Regions from separate parts of the Mus musculus genome. Here region 1 is linked to region 2. The links are chromatin contacts, called in public HiChIP or PLAC-seq maps. All regions are on one chromosome and are shown on one strand. Each heading gives the region's core, a stretch centred on a gene start, on an enhancer-like site or on the middle of the called end of the contact. The rest is flanking DNA. Distances are from core to core; before and after follow the strand shown.

Evidence for each region. HiChIP or PLAC-seq counts read pairs in DNA pulled down with a chosen protein or histone mark.
Region 1: a contact with region 2 is called in an H3K27ac HiChIP or PLAC-seq map of embryonic stem cells, with 5 read pairs. The contact joins the promoter of C230072F16Rik here to the enhancer-like site in region 2. A contact is called at or near these places in 1 of 15 datasets of contacts at CTCF or cohesin (the NIH/3T3 cell line), 3 of 115 datasets of contacts at active chromatin or transcription factors (cardiomyocytes, embryonic stem cells and vascular smooth muscle cells) and 1 of 9 other capture datasets (adipose tissue).

What each region holds. Positions count from the first base shown.
Region 1 is chr17:80,893,987-80,901,124 of GRCm38.p6, reverse strand. It overlaps C230072F16Rik (RIKEN cDNA C230072F16 gene), which reads right to left and starts at 4,332. Exons shown (of 6, transcript NR_131127.1): 1 at 4,168-4,332.
Region 2 is chr17:80,630,596-80,637,411 of GRCm38.p6, reverse strand. It overlaps Map4k3 (mitogen-activated protein kinase kinase kinase kinase 3), which reads left to right. Exons shown (of 34, transcript NM_001290345.1): 13 at 614-692. Among named protein-coding and RNA genes, the nearest start is that of Cdkl4, 57 kb to the right of the region's middle. Within about 2 kb of position 1,426, at least 17 of the 459 cell types and tissues checked have an H3K27ac peak or open chromatin away from gene starts, as enhancers often do. A contact at or near this core is called in embryonic stem cells, where this site is marked.

The DNA of each region.
Region 1 (7,138 bases), core at 3,083-5,582, 260 kb before region 2:
ACCTGTGAAGTTGGCAAACTAAAATGTGACTTACATGATCAGGGGAATTACCAAGAGAGATTATCTTTCTTATTCTAAGATGCTGGTATATCAGGCAAAACTCCTGAGGTATAGACTGAAAGAGACAGTTGGGTCTAGGGATGCAAGTCAGTTGGCAGAGCACTTGCCTAGCTTGCAAAAGCCCTAGGTCCCATCCCCAGCACTAGGGAGGGGTAGTCAAGAGGATTAGAAGTTCAAGGTAATTTTTGGTTACATAGTGAGTTCCAGGCCAACCTCAGAGATGGAATGGGGTAAGGGAGAATAACATGCCCAAAGATATTTTTTTTTAATTGAACTAACAGAAAGCTTACATAAAATTTTGAGAGAAGAATAATATTTTTGAATCTATAGCATTCGAATGAATGGTGATAGAGAGAAACCTCAGACTAAGAGTTATTTTTATAGGAATAGTAGTCACGTTATTAGCATTTTTATGTTGTGTATCGAATGCTATTCCAGGCAATTTGCATTCTCATCTCACTCAATTCTGCCAGGTATTTATGTACAATGCTATCCTAATTCACAGCCAAGTCTCCCAGAGGTTTGCCCAAGATGGCCCACCTCTGCCTCGGCATCCTGTTATAGGTGTTAAACACTTCTACTCCTAGAAACCAAAGGGACATAAGAATTCAAGGGGCAACAGGATGGATTTACTGAAGAGAGAAACTGTCTTTCACTGTGAAAGGTTTAAAGCCTGTTTGGACTAAATCCATGAGGAAATCCCAGCTGTACTCAGAAGAAAGGAGGCATGGTCCATTGCTCTAAGCATCTGCTATGATTTGAATACAGCTTATTACTACCAATGCCCCTACGGAGGCTTAAATCTTCAGTTGGTGTAGGGAGGAAGGACTTAGAGAAAGTGTGTGGATCACTAAGTGGCAGCCTTCAAGAATGGCATGACGCCTCTCTCACTTGAGTGACAGCTCACTCTCAGAGCGTATAGGTAAGTCAAGGTGAGGCCAGTCCTTCCAAAGCTACTCCAAACCCCCCCTCATCTGCAGGCATCCTCTGCTCCTCTGTCTTTCTGACACACTCCACACAGCATACGGCACTTGCGAGGTGCAGCCAGCCATGTAATCTTAGACTCCTAGTCTCCAGAATCGGCCTCTTTATAAATTATCCAAACTCAACCATTCTGTTACAGGAGCCAGCCTAAGCCAGGGTCTTACTGATTGTCTACTGGGGTTCTGCTGTTTTACTTTTCATTTTAGTTTTTTTAAGAAAAAGAGAAGAAGGCATTTGGAGCAGAGGTTGCTGGCATTGCAACACACTGTTGATAAGATTTTTTTTTTTTTTGTAAACAAAATTCTGCTGCAGCAGCGGAGAACAGCCAAAGGCATGATAGATGAAGTCTGGCAGTCTGCCATAGAGAGAGAGGCAGGGAAGAACTGTTGCTGGGGTGAACTTAAGGATGTCACAGAGGAGGGGGGCAAGGGAAATTCACTGGATTCTAAGCAGTCAAACAAGTCTCCTCGACTCAGACAACACAAATCACACAAAGGCAAACCAGACAACAGCACAAAGCTGTGTATAACAGAGAGTGTCAGGTGTGGTACAGGCGGCGAGACACACAAGAAAATGAGCTTGCGTGCTAAGTACCTTTTGTAGGCTTTTCATAAAATCTCTAAACCACTGCCAGTTCAGGGAGTGGGTTTTTTTTTCTAAGTAAAATTCAGTTAGAGAAACAAAATAAATAAATATAAACAAGAATGTCATTGAGTAATAGGGAAAATGCTAGACTGTCAGTCCAGAGACTTAATATGATATTTTTTCTTAAACAAATACTTTGGCTTGGCTAGAATTTAATTTTCTTGCTGGTACCAACACAGACACAGAGGGCCTGTCATGCCATGTCATGTTTGTGAGACCATCTTCTAACTTTCCAGTACCGGTCAATCTTTATGATTCCTGTTGAGCACCTACTATGTATGTGCCCTGTCTTAGTTAGGGTTTTATTACTGTATGAAGAGATGCCACGGCCACAGCAACTCTTACAAAGGAAAACGTTTAAGTGGGGCTGGCTTACAGTGCAGAGGTTTAGTCCATTATCATCATGGCAGGAATCATGGTGGCACACAGGCAGAAATGGTGGTGGAGAACCTGCAGAGAGTTCTACTTCTTGATCGATCGGCAGGCAGCAAGAAGAGAGGGTGACACTGGGCATGGCTTGAGCTTCTGAAACCCCAAAGCCCACCCTCTGGTGATATACTTTCTACAAGGTCACACCTCCCAATAGTGCCACTTTCTATGATTGTACGGGGTGGGGCTGGGGAAGTATTTTCACTCAAACCATCACATGGCTCTTCCAGCCATAAACAGCAAGCCAGACAGGGATGTTAAAGTACATAATCCTTTTAAATATTCACATTCTTTGCTTATGTAAATTGTCGCTTTGTCTTTAAGATCACATAATGCATGTTAATGCATGAGGAGTTAAAGTGTGCACACAGAACCCCAGACCCAGCCAGTGGAGAGAATAAGACCAAGGGAGGGAGCCAAAGCTGCCGTGAGATCCCACCCGCGTAGAACTATCAGCCATAAGAAAGCAAGGTGTAACTCAACAGCAATAGAATGAAAACTTGGAAAGAAATTCTACTTTGTAGGCCCAGCCCTCTCGAACTCCCCCAAGTAGGGTGTAGGTCACCACCTCTCTGCTTTCTTGGCAAGCCGCTTCCAGCTTTATAAAGTGCAAATTTCTCTACCTCCCCATGAAGTCTTCTCCATGAGGCTCTTAGAATCCTGTGTGCACCATATACTTACCTGCCACATTCAGCCAGTTATTTTGCATGTCAACCCTGCCCAGTAGATTGCTAGAGCCATAAGGACTGGAACAGCATTTTATTCAGCTTTGCAGTCTAGCAAATGCCGGGCCTGGCACACAAAAGCTGCTCAATGCAGCTAGTTTGTTACTAATTAAGTGAGGTTGAAAGCACCAAGTTCCCAACGCTTTGTCTAGCTGCCTTTTAAATAGGCTAAAAGCTTCTAATGTCATTTGGTATCTGACACCAGCTTTCTAAAATTTCTCTTAAAATATCTACAAATCTGAAGGAGGTAAATAAAAAAAAAATCTTAAAAACTTAGATACGTTAATTAGCTACCTGGCTAATGGAACTGTGCTAAAGAATGCAATTGACAAAAGCCTTGTGTCAGCCTCGTCACTGGAAGCTCCTCTGAAAAGAGGTACAAAGGCCATTACATTTCTTGGAACCTGGATGGATGGGTGCCTGTATGGAATCTCTCACACCCTACAAACTAGTCGCTTCCCCTTGTTGTTTAAACACTGGTTTTAGGTTGCCAGAATATCGCTACTTGTCTTCTCCGATTTGTGAATATCCAGCTTATAAATTTTGAGAATAAAAAACCAAAGCAAACGGAGTGAATACTATAATCAAAGACATAAATGAAAAAAATTACTAATTATACAATTATGCCTCAATTATTGGCATCTAAAAAGCCCACAAGGTTTCCAAGAAAACACACACACACACACATACACACACAAGTCTACATACCTAAGTGTATTCTTGAAAGGAATTTTAATATGAACATAAATAAAAACTAGACAAGCATCTATACAGCTTTAAAAATAATTGCATATAGAGCTGGAGGGATGACTCAGTGGTTAAGAGGGCTTGCTGCTCTTGCAAAGGACCAAGAGTTCAGTTCCAAGCACTCAAATTCATTGAGTCACAACAACTGGAGACACCAGCCCCAGGGGAGCCAAACCCCTCTTCTGACCTCCAAGGGCATCAACACACACACACAATATAGTGTAACTTTAATTGCAAATAAAAAGAGAAAATAAAGATATTCTCCTTGGATTATATATTGGAGAGAAATTAAGAAAATGAAAAAAACTTTAAGAAGCAAATTTGCTTTTGGTCACAATAGAAATTAAACTAGAATGCCTTTATAGTATTGCCTTTGAGGAGCAACAAGGTGACTTCTATCAAAACACCTTTTACAATAGATGACATATATCATACATAGTACAAGAAGATTGCATATCTTGACTGCCCTGGAATTTTTCTTATGGATAGATACCCTTAAATTCATTATTCTCCAAGGCTACACCTGAAATAAGTATCAGAAGGGAGTCCCTGTACTACTCCTGGACATTCCTCTTACCTTAGGTCTTGTTGCCTTCAAAATCCATAAATTCCAAGTTCCCTTGGGTTGGAATTTCTCTGGTCGAAGTAGATAAGGATTCTTTTAAGACCCTGGTCAACTGGTGTGTGAGCAGACTTCTGTAAGAAAACACCACAAGTCTTGGCCTATTGTTGACTACTTTTTGTCTATTTGTCCCTTAGCAACAGGTCTCAACTGAACAACTCCTAAACGACTCCTGCTGAGAGGCTGAGGCTGAGCCAGTGAATGGCTGTGCCTGGGTGAGATTAGTTCACTTAGTAGTCTGGAGACAGGCTTAAAACATTGGGTTCCAGTCACATCTGCTACCTATCTCTCCCACCTCCTAGCCTCTGTCCCATTCGGCCCATGTGGAATATGGTCATGGTGTTTGCAGGTCCCTGGGCTGCCTGATTATCTGATCCACAACAGCCACAGATCACTCTCACATGTGAATAGGAACAAGGTATCTCTTAATGAAGTCACAAGCTACTTCCTCCCTGCTTTCAGAGGGACCAATTTATACAGAAGCTTTTTCTTTCCTTGAAAGACATGCAAGAAGGCAGACAACATCTTGAAATTTTAATGACTCCCTCTAAAGCTCTAATCTCAGCAGGAATCCGATCTAAGTGTAGAGAAACAAGAGGTGACTATTAAAATCACATGATTCAGAAAGCAGGGCAAGGATTGTTGAGTCTTGTGCCCCTAACAGGAAAGACCTCATATGCCACACTTATACTCCTCATTGGAATGTCAGCCTCAAGCAATGGCCTATTTCTGGTACCAAATAAATATGGTTTCCCACTTGTAAAAGACAAAAACCCAACTATCTAGGGGGTGATTTTATTGGATTTTGTGATGGGAAAAGTCAAGAGTAAGACTTCAGGCATAGCTGGATCAAGGATCTCATATCATTAACCATGGTTTATTCTTTTCCCATGCTCTTTCCCTAAAGCTAGATGCCTTGGTTACTTTTCAATTGCAACAAAGAGACATCATGACCAAGGCAGCTTATAGAAAAAGGAGTTTATTGGGAGCTTACAAATTCAAAGGGTGAGTCCATGACCATTATAGAGGGAGCATGGCAGCAGACAGAGAGGCATAACATCAGAGCAGTAGATAGGAGTTCACATCTGATCTACAAACAAGAAGTGGAAAGAGATCTAACTGGAAATGGTATGGAATTTTGAAATCTCAAAGCCGCCACAGTGACACAACTGCCATACCTCCTAATCTTTTCCAAACAGGTCCACTAGGAATCAAGTATTAAAATATATGAACCATTGAGGGCCATTCTCATTTGAATCACTTGTCTAGATATCTGACTACAGATTCTGTCTCTATGTCTTTTTTCTGTCCTTTGTTGCTTAATTTTATTTATCCTCATTCTCTCCATTAAAAATAGGCTCTGTTTAAATGACAGGAAATAGAGCCACTGGTAGGCCAACCCTACATCCCCATGGCTCACATTCCATACAAGGATTTGATTGGCCCTACTTGTACATCTACACTTTTGATAAGTCATTTCAGATCATCATGATTAACTAGGCCAGGGATTTTTTTCAACTTGGAAACAATAATTACTGCAAAACAAAGACAAAAACTATAGAGCAGCATAATTCTTTTCTCAAATTTTAAGGATTTCTGTATTTTAAAACTTAATACAGGCTGAAGGTCCAGCTCACATGGCAGCATGATTATGTAGCATTCATGAATCCCTTAGTTCAAACCCTAGGGCCACATAAACCAGGCACCGTGGCCCACGCTGCTAATCCTACTACTGGAGTAGTAGACACCAGTTCAAGATCATTCTAGTCTACACAGTAAGTTCCAGACAAACTGGGGTTACTTGACACCCTGTCTCATGAAAGAAAATTATTGAAAAGGTTGGAAGCACCTGAGTAAGACTCGTCTTTGCTCCCATGGCCTCCATATTCAAATGCACATACATGCAAGTGCACATACACACACCTCCATACTCATACCCATACATACATACTTACATACATACATACACACCCTCCATACACACACACACACACATACACAAACATACTCATCTATACACACATATACATACACACAGAGAATGTACTTCTAAAACAAAGACAGACCATCCATTTGTGATTCCTGTAAACATACATTTATGTTTATGTATATATTTATACATATATGTGTACACACATCATGACATAACTTTCTTCCCTTGGTTTTGAAAAGGCTCCATGTCCCAGTGTAGGGGAATACCAGAACAGGGAAGCAGGAGTGGGTGGGCTGGTGAGCAACGGGGAAGGGGGATGGCATAGTGGGTTTTCAGAGGGGAAACCAGGAAAGGGGATAACATTTGAAATGTAAATAAAGAAAATATCTAATAAAAACAATAATAAAGTATCCAGTTTAGTCTGCCCAGGCAAACTAAGACATAATCTCATTGACTATAAGATTTTTAACTCCTCCATGCAGTGACAAGGACTGGAATGACAAATGTCCCTCTTTCTTCATCAGACTCATTTCTCACAGTCAGCCATCATTTTTTTTAACTTACTCAACATGTCATTATTGTCTCTATTGTACTTTTTACTGTGTCTTCCCTGGACCATTTTTCTCCCCATCACTGCTCAGGCTAACACCGTCTCATGCATTAAAGGCGGCTGTGCATTCATTCATGAGTTCCATTCATATAGCATTTTATTAGGCTTCTCTTTTATGCCAGGTCATTTGGACTCTACTAGGAACCAGACAGACCCAGTCCCAGTACCCTCAAGGCCCTTTCAGTAACCAGATGGCACATTCAGACTGGCGATTTTAAATGGGTGTAACAAGGGGGTAGTGTAAGAAGTCCTGGGGTGCAGAGAAGCCCCCAGGCTGGAATGGAAGGATAAACTGATAGTAGCGTCTGTGTCGAGGTCACCTGATGGGATACTTGACTTTGAATTATGGCCAAGGCTAGATAGATAGATAGATAGATAGATAG
Region 2 (6,816 bases), core at 177-2,676:
CAATCTTTCTGCCTCAGCCCCCACCCCCAGACTAGCTGGAACTATAGGTGTCCCCCCACTGCTCTGGCTTCTCTGCCTGGGTATAACTTGTTCATTCTTATAAAATGGACTGTGCATGTCTATGGTGCTGCAAATAAACAGAACATGGCTTAATTCTATATTTCACTCAATCACAGGAGCATGTTCTACCAGAATAAAAAAGCAATTTGCTTTAACTGGATAACTTAACATATTCTTATTTGTGCCTTCATAGTTGGACTGATACTGCGATTAACATTTTAAATGAAACGTTGCTTTAATTTTCATTTTTGTCAAACATTTCATTTATCCTTGCATAATTTTGTAGATAGAACTGTGACTTAAGATTATCAAGTATTGGGCTGGTGAGATGGCTCAGTGGGTAAGAGCACCCGACTGCTCTTCCAAAGGTCAGGAGTTCAAATCCCAGCAACCACATGGTGGCTCACAACCATCTGTAACGAGATCTGACGCCCTCTTCTGGAGTGTCTGAAGACAGCTACAGTGTACTTAACATATAATAAATAAATAAATATTACCCAAAAAAGATTATCAAGTATTACATATCAATAGTTTTGGTTTTGTTTTTTTTAAGCCTCTTGTTGCCGTACCACATAGAATTCCTTCAACGAGTAGAAATGTGAGAGAAGAAAAAACACGCTCAGAGATAAACTGTGAGTACAGACTCTTTACCATCTGTAAGTCAGTGACCAAAATGAGATTTTAAACTGTAGTTTAGTTAGAATTACTATCTTTTTAATTTTTAAGGTATGTAAACACAGTTATATGTAAAGTTTAATGAGGACTATATGGATTCTCTCGATCCCTCTGGAACTTTGGGTAACAAGAATTAAACGTGTCACACTTGAAGGAAAAGTAAGGCGTCAGCCTAGGGAAGGTGGATGGCATCATGGGAATGCTCCTTTGCTGCTGCTAAATCCTTGTAAGTGGCCTAGAGACCTTGTTAAGTGCAGCCTGTGGGTCAGTAGAGAGGGCTAGAGCGTCCTCTGACACTCTGTGTGTGCATGCGCCTGTGCTAAGGGGCCACTCTGGGTGTGAGCTTTAGAAAGAAATCTGCAAACCAGCTGTGAAACCACCTGGGACTTAAAAGTCGTTTCTCAGGCTTCACCCATCCAGAACCTGCTTGAAGGGCTGGTCTTGGCCCTGGATAAGGAGATACCTGTAGCCTAGCTTTTCTGAGGCTTCTAGGTGTACTCTTTATGGGTAGGGACAGATAAAATTATCATATTCTTCAAGTGTAGAGGGAACCACTGGATCCAAGCCTCCACTTTCAGTCATTTGGCTTTGAAGTCTGACTCACTGTTTTCTTGAATGTTTAAGGTGTGTCTTACTTGGGGTTTCTATTGTTGTGATAAAATACCACGGTGTGATTGTTTCAGGTGTGTCTTAATGGGAGCTTCTATTGTTGTGCTAAAATACCATGGCTGGGAATGTTTCAGGTGTGTCTTACTTGGGGTTTCTATTGCTGTGCTAAAACACTATGACAAAAAGCAACTTGGAGAGGAAAGGGTTTGTTTTTATTTCATCTTTGTAGGCCATCATTTAAGAAAGGCACTTGACAAGACCTCCAGGTAGGGCAAAAGCTGATGCAGAGGCCATGGAGGTATACTGCTTACTGGCTTGCTCCTCAGGGCTTGCTCAGCCTGGCTTTCTTGTGGAACCCAGGACCATTCTCTCAGGGTGGTACCACTCACTGTGAGGTAGGCCCCCTCATCAATCATCAATCCAGAAAATCTCCACATGCTTGCCCACAAGCCAGTCTGGTGGGGCATTTTCTTAATTAAGGTTCCCTCCCACCAGATGACTCTAGCTTGTTCAAGTTGACAAAATAAAATTGTGTAGGGTGTTTTATGATTATGTATGAAGTTTGCCATACAGAAGTGTTCCATGATGTTACCTATACCGAGAGGCATTGGAACAATGATTAGGGTAATTTCTCCTTCCTATGTTATGTTTCCAGCTGCCTGGTTTTTCTTCGTATGACCAGTTCTTAACTAAACGGTGTTCAGACAACAGTGTAGAAAGGCTGTATGTTGCCTTTGGTTTTAGGAAGCCCCCGCTGCCTTGAGCTAAATGTCTTCTATCACCTTTCCAGACTCTTCATAGCCTCACATTATAGGATTGGCATTGATTTGTTAGTGGCTTTGGGGAGGGTTAGCTGTCTTGGAGAAACTAAGAATGTTTCCCCTGGATAATAAGATGGAAATTGGGGCTAGTGAGATGGCTCAGCGGTTAAGAGCACTGACTGCTCTTCCAAAGGTCCTGAGTTCAAATCCCAGCAACCACATGGTGGCTCACAGCCATCTGTAATGAGATCTGATGCCCTCTTCTGGTGTGTCTGAAGACAGCCACAGTGTACTTATATTAAAAATAAATCTAAAAAAAAAAAAAAAAGACGGAAACTTACAGAGAATGGCTTGTGTAAGTACAAGGAAGTGGTAGAGAAAAACAGATGCGCCTGATAGACGGGTATAAGCAGAGACTTGGCATTAAAAAGTGCAGGCAGTGTTGTATACGGGATGGTCATCAGTCATTTAAACAGGAGCTGGAAGAGACCGGCAGAGGCATGTCTCAGCATCATAGCAGAAGAGCACTGTCAGCGTTGGGTGTGAAGAATGAATCTCTGTGGAGACTCTGCTCTCCTGGGAATATATTCCACTCCATCGAGTACAGGGCCAGAGAGGGCTGCTGGGTATTTTTAATACCTTGCTGAGAGTCATTTGCAATCTTTGATGTAAGATTGTGCATGAGCCGTAATAGAGGGTCCATTCTTGAGCAGTCTACTCCTCCAGAGAATCTTTTGCCATCTGCTCCATTAACAACTGCCAGTGCACACTAGTTAGTACTCAGATACACTCTTCACACAGAGCCAGTGCACACTAGTTAGTACTCAGATACACTCTTCACACAGAGCCAGTGCACACTAGTTAGTACTCAGATACACTCTTCACACAGAGCCAGTGCACACTAGTTAGTACTCAGATACACTCTTCACACAGAGCCAGTGCACACTAGTTAGTACTCAGATACACTCTTCACACAGAGCCAGTGCACACTAGTTAGTACTGATACACTCTTCACACAGAGCCAGTGCACACTAGTTAGTACTCAGATACACTCTTCACACAGAGCCAGTGCACACTAGTTAGTACTCAGATACACTCTTCACACAGAGCCAGTGCACACTAGTTAGTACTCAGATACACTCTTCACACAGAGCCAGTGCACACTAGTTAGTACTCAGATACGCTCTTCACACAGAGCCAGTGCACACTAGTTAGTACTCAGATACGCTCTTCACACAGAGCCAGTGCACACTAGTTAGTACTGATACACTCTTCACACAGAGCCAGTGCACACTAGTTAGTACTCAGATACGCTCTTCACACAGAGCCAGTGCACACTAGTTAGTACTCAGATACGCTCTTCACACAGAGCCAGTGCACACTAGTTAGTACTCAGATACGCTCTTCACACAGAGCCAGTGCACACTAGTTAGTACTCAGATACACTCTTCACACAGAGCCAGTGCACACTAGTTAGTACTCAGATACACTCTTCACACAGAGCCAGTGCACACTAGTTAGTACTCAGATACACTCTTCACACAGAGCCAGGATGCAGAGAACTGTTTCTCTGCACTTTAAAACCCATGCCTTCTATTGTCAAAGATTCAAGTCTCTTGGTTTAGTTGTTACTAGAAAAGTTGAAAAGATGTATTTTTTGTTTTCTATATCTGGGTGTTGACCTGAATGTACGTGAGCCATGTGCATGCAGTGCCCTGCAGTGGGGGGGAAAGGAACCAGCGTGTTCCTCAACTAGCCCCTGACAGGCCACAGGGCTCCCGCCAGGCGATCTCACTTGTGTCTCTCACCCTACAACTCTCTGCCCCATGGGGTCTCAGGGCTCCTGCCAGGACATCTCTCTGGTGCTCCCCACCCCCCCCCCCAGTTCCTCTCACTACCACCACACCCCATGGACATCCATCTCAACACCTAATTACCCGGTAGAATTAAACTCTTTAAGCTTTTAGTTAACCAATCAGATTTATGTATCAACAAAATCACAATTTACAAGGTGCCAATACAATAATTTCAGAGCCAATTGAATATGATAAAAGCTTTATCCCAATATTTCTAACCTTGTGAAATCATATCTACTTGTGGCTGGTAATTGCCACGCGAGTTAACATGGGTTAACATCCGCAGCCATCTTCCTTCCTGCTCCCCTCTGAGCACTCTGTCTCTCTGCAACTCTTAGCCCCGCCTCCATTACCCCTGTCCAATCACAGACCTCCTCTGCACTAATGTAATAGGACAGGGAAAATCCTGCAACAGTGCCCATGGAGGCCAGAAGAGGGCATCCGATCCCCCTGGAACTGTCATTAACAGATGGTCATAAGCCACCCTGTGGGAGCTAGGAACCAAACCCAGGTCCACTGGAAGAGGAAACTCTGCTCTTAATGACTAAGCCATCTTTCCTGCCCTATTATTTACACTTTATATGTAAAGTTAAAATCAAATTTTTTAGTAATTATGTTATAGACCAGTTCTTTCCCTCACTTTAGTTGACAATGATACCTGGTTTGGGCCAACTTTCTTAATAGTTAGCTGTGGTATCTTTTTTCCTTTTGTTTTTCTCAGACAGGGCCTTGCTGTTAGCCTAGGTTGGCCTTGAGCCCTCTATATAACCCATGATGGGATTGAGTCTTCTGCCTTAGTCACCTCAGAAATCTTTACACTTGTGACTCATTTCATCTCCGTGGTCTTTGACACTTCACCCTGACTATAAAAGCAGAGAGCTCTAACGTAATGGTGGTAAACCACTGTGTGCAGTAGAACATCAGAGACTAAAGGTTCTGTACTGTAAAACATTCATTGTCTCACAGAGGCCGTGAAGGTCAGAAGTCTAGATCAGCATTTCTCGTAGTTACTGGTCTTCTATTGCTGAGAAGGACACCAGGACCATGGTAAATCTTAGAAAAGAAAGCCTGGACCTGGGGCCTGCTTACTGTCTCAGTTGCTGTTCTGTTGCTGTGAGGAGACATCATGACCAAGGCAACTTTTATAAAAGACAGCATTTCATTGGGGGCTTGCTTACAGTTTCAGAGGATCAGCCGTTATCCTCAGGGCAGGAAGCATTGGCAGTATGTGTGGTGCTGGAGCAGTAACTGAGATGACATCCTGTTCCGTAGGCAGAGTGAGAGTGGGCCTGGTGTGGGCTTTCAGAGCCCATCCCCAGTGACACACTTCCTCCCACAAGGCTACACCTCCTAATCCCTCTCAAATAGTTCCATTCCCTGATGAGTAAGCATTCAAATATATGAGCCTATGGGAGCCATTTGTATTCAAATCCCACATTTACAGAGGGTCAGTTCCTTATGATCGTGGTGGGGAGCAGTAACTGAGGTCTACATCCTGATCCACAGGCCACGAGAACCTGAGCCTTGCATGGACTTTGGAAACCTGAAAGCCCCTCCCAGTGACACACCTACTCCATCAAGGCCACATGCCTAATCCTAATTTTTTCAAACCTTTCCACTTACCTGTGACTAAGAATTCAAATATATGAGCCTATGGGGACCATTCTTATTCAAACCACCACATTCCAAAGTATCTTCTGAGACTCAAGGGAAGCAGATTACACACTTCCAACATAAAATGCACAGACTACACCTTACCATATCAAAAGGAGAAAAGGGATCATAGTGAGGGAATACTGGGCCAGAGCAAGACTGAAGCCCAAAAGGACAAACATGCATCTCATGTTTCATGTCCAACCACCCTTCAGATCTCCAACGTCTTTCAGCTTATTGACTGACTTCTCTCTCTCGAGCTGGTTCCATGCCCGGGCTGGCTTCAGCTTTCCTTGTCAGATATCCCAAAATTCTGGCATCTCAAACACAATCCAGAGTTCATCTTCACAGCTTCAGAAAAGTCCTCTCTAGGCATGCATGCATGGACGCCCCCATACACACTTGGTCTCAAGGGCTTTCCTTAGCCACAGCTAGAGATTCCACAACCCCTTTCTTGTCTCCCTGACTCTAAAGCTAGAACCATGTGGCTGAAGCTTCCAAGCTTTGCTGTTTGCTGGGGCTCCAACAAGGACACACCCACTCTAACATCTAAGCCACACCTTGTAACTCAAATAGTTTCACTCCTGGTGACTAAGTATTGGGAGTTAGTTTTCTTCAAACCACCACAGTGTGGCAGAGTGTTTCAGACTAAGGGCCTCTGGTGACAGAGCTGTCAGGATGTTCCCGGCAACTATGGCCATGGAAGGCTTGGCTAGTAGGCTAGATGGTTTCGTCCACACTCACTTATATTACTGCTAGCTAAAGGCCCTCGCCTTAGGGCAGCTCACAAAGGAGTTTCCTCCAAACTAGATGATCCAACAGAAAGACAGAACCTTACCATGAAGGTCAGCCATTAGGTCTGCCATGTTTGCTTTGTCATCTCCACAAACTCTGATCTGGTATAAGAGAATTACATGGGAATTACTGGGGCCATCTCGCATGTGATTCACACACCTATTGGCACCAGCTGATGTCTACCTGGCCAGATACCAAGTTCAAAAATCTCTTATGCTGGACTACAGCACATGAGCAAGTTATGTTCTGATTTTAACTTGCCATTTTGCTTGGTTTTTTTTTTTCTTTTTACAGTAGAAAATAACTAATAAGCAAAGGATACAACTCGGTACAGAATAATTGCCCGTGATGATCAAGGCCCTGGTTCAACCCCCACTACTGCATGCATAGATTAAAATATCACACCA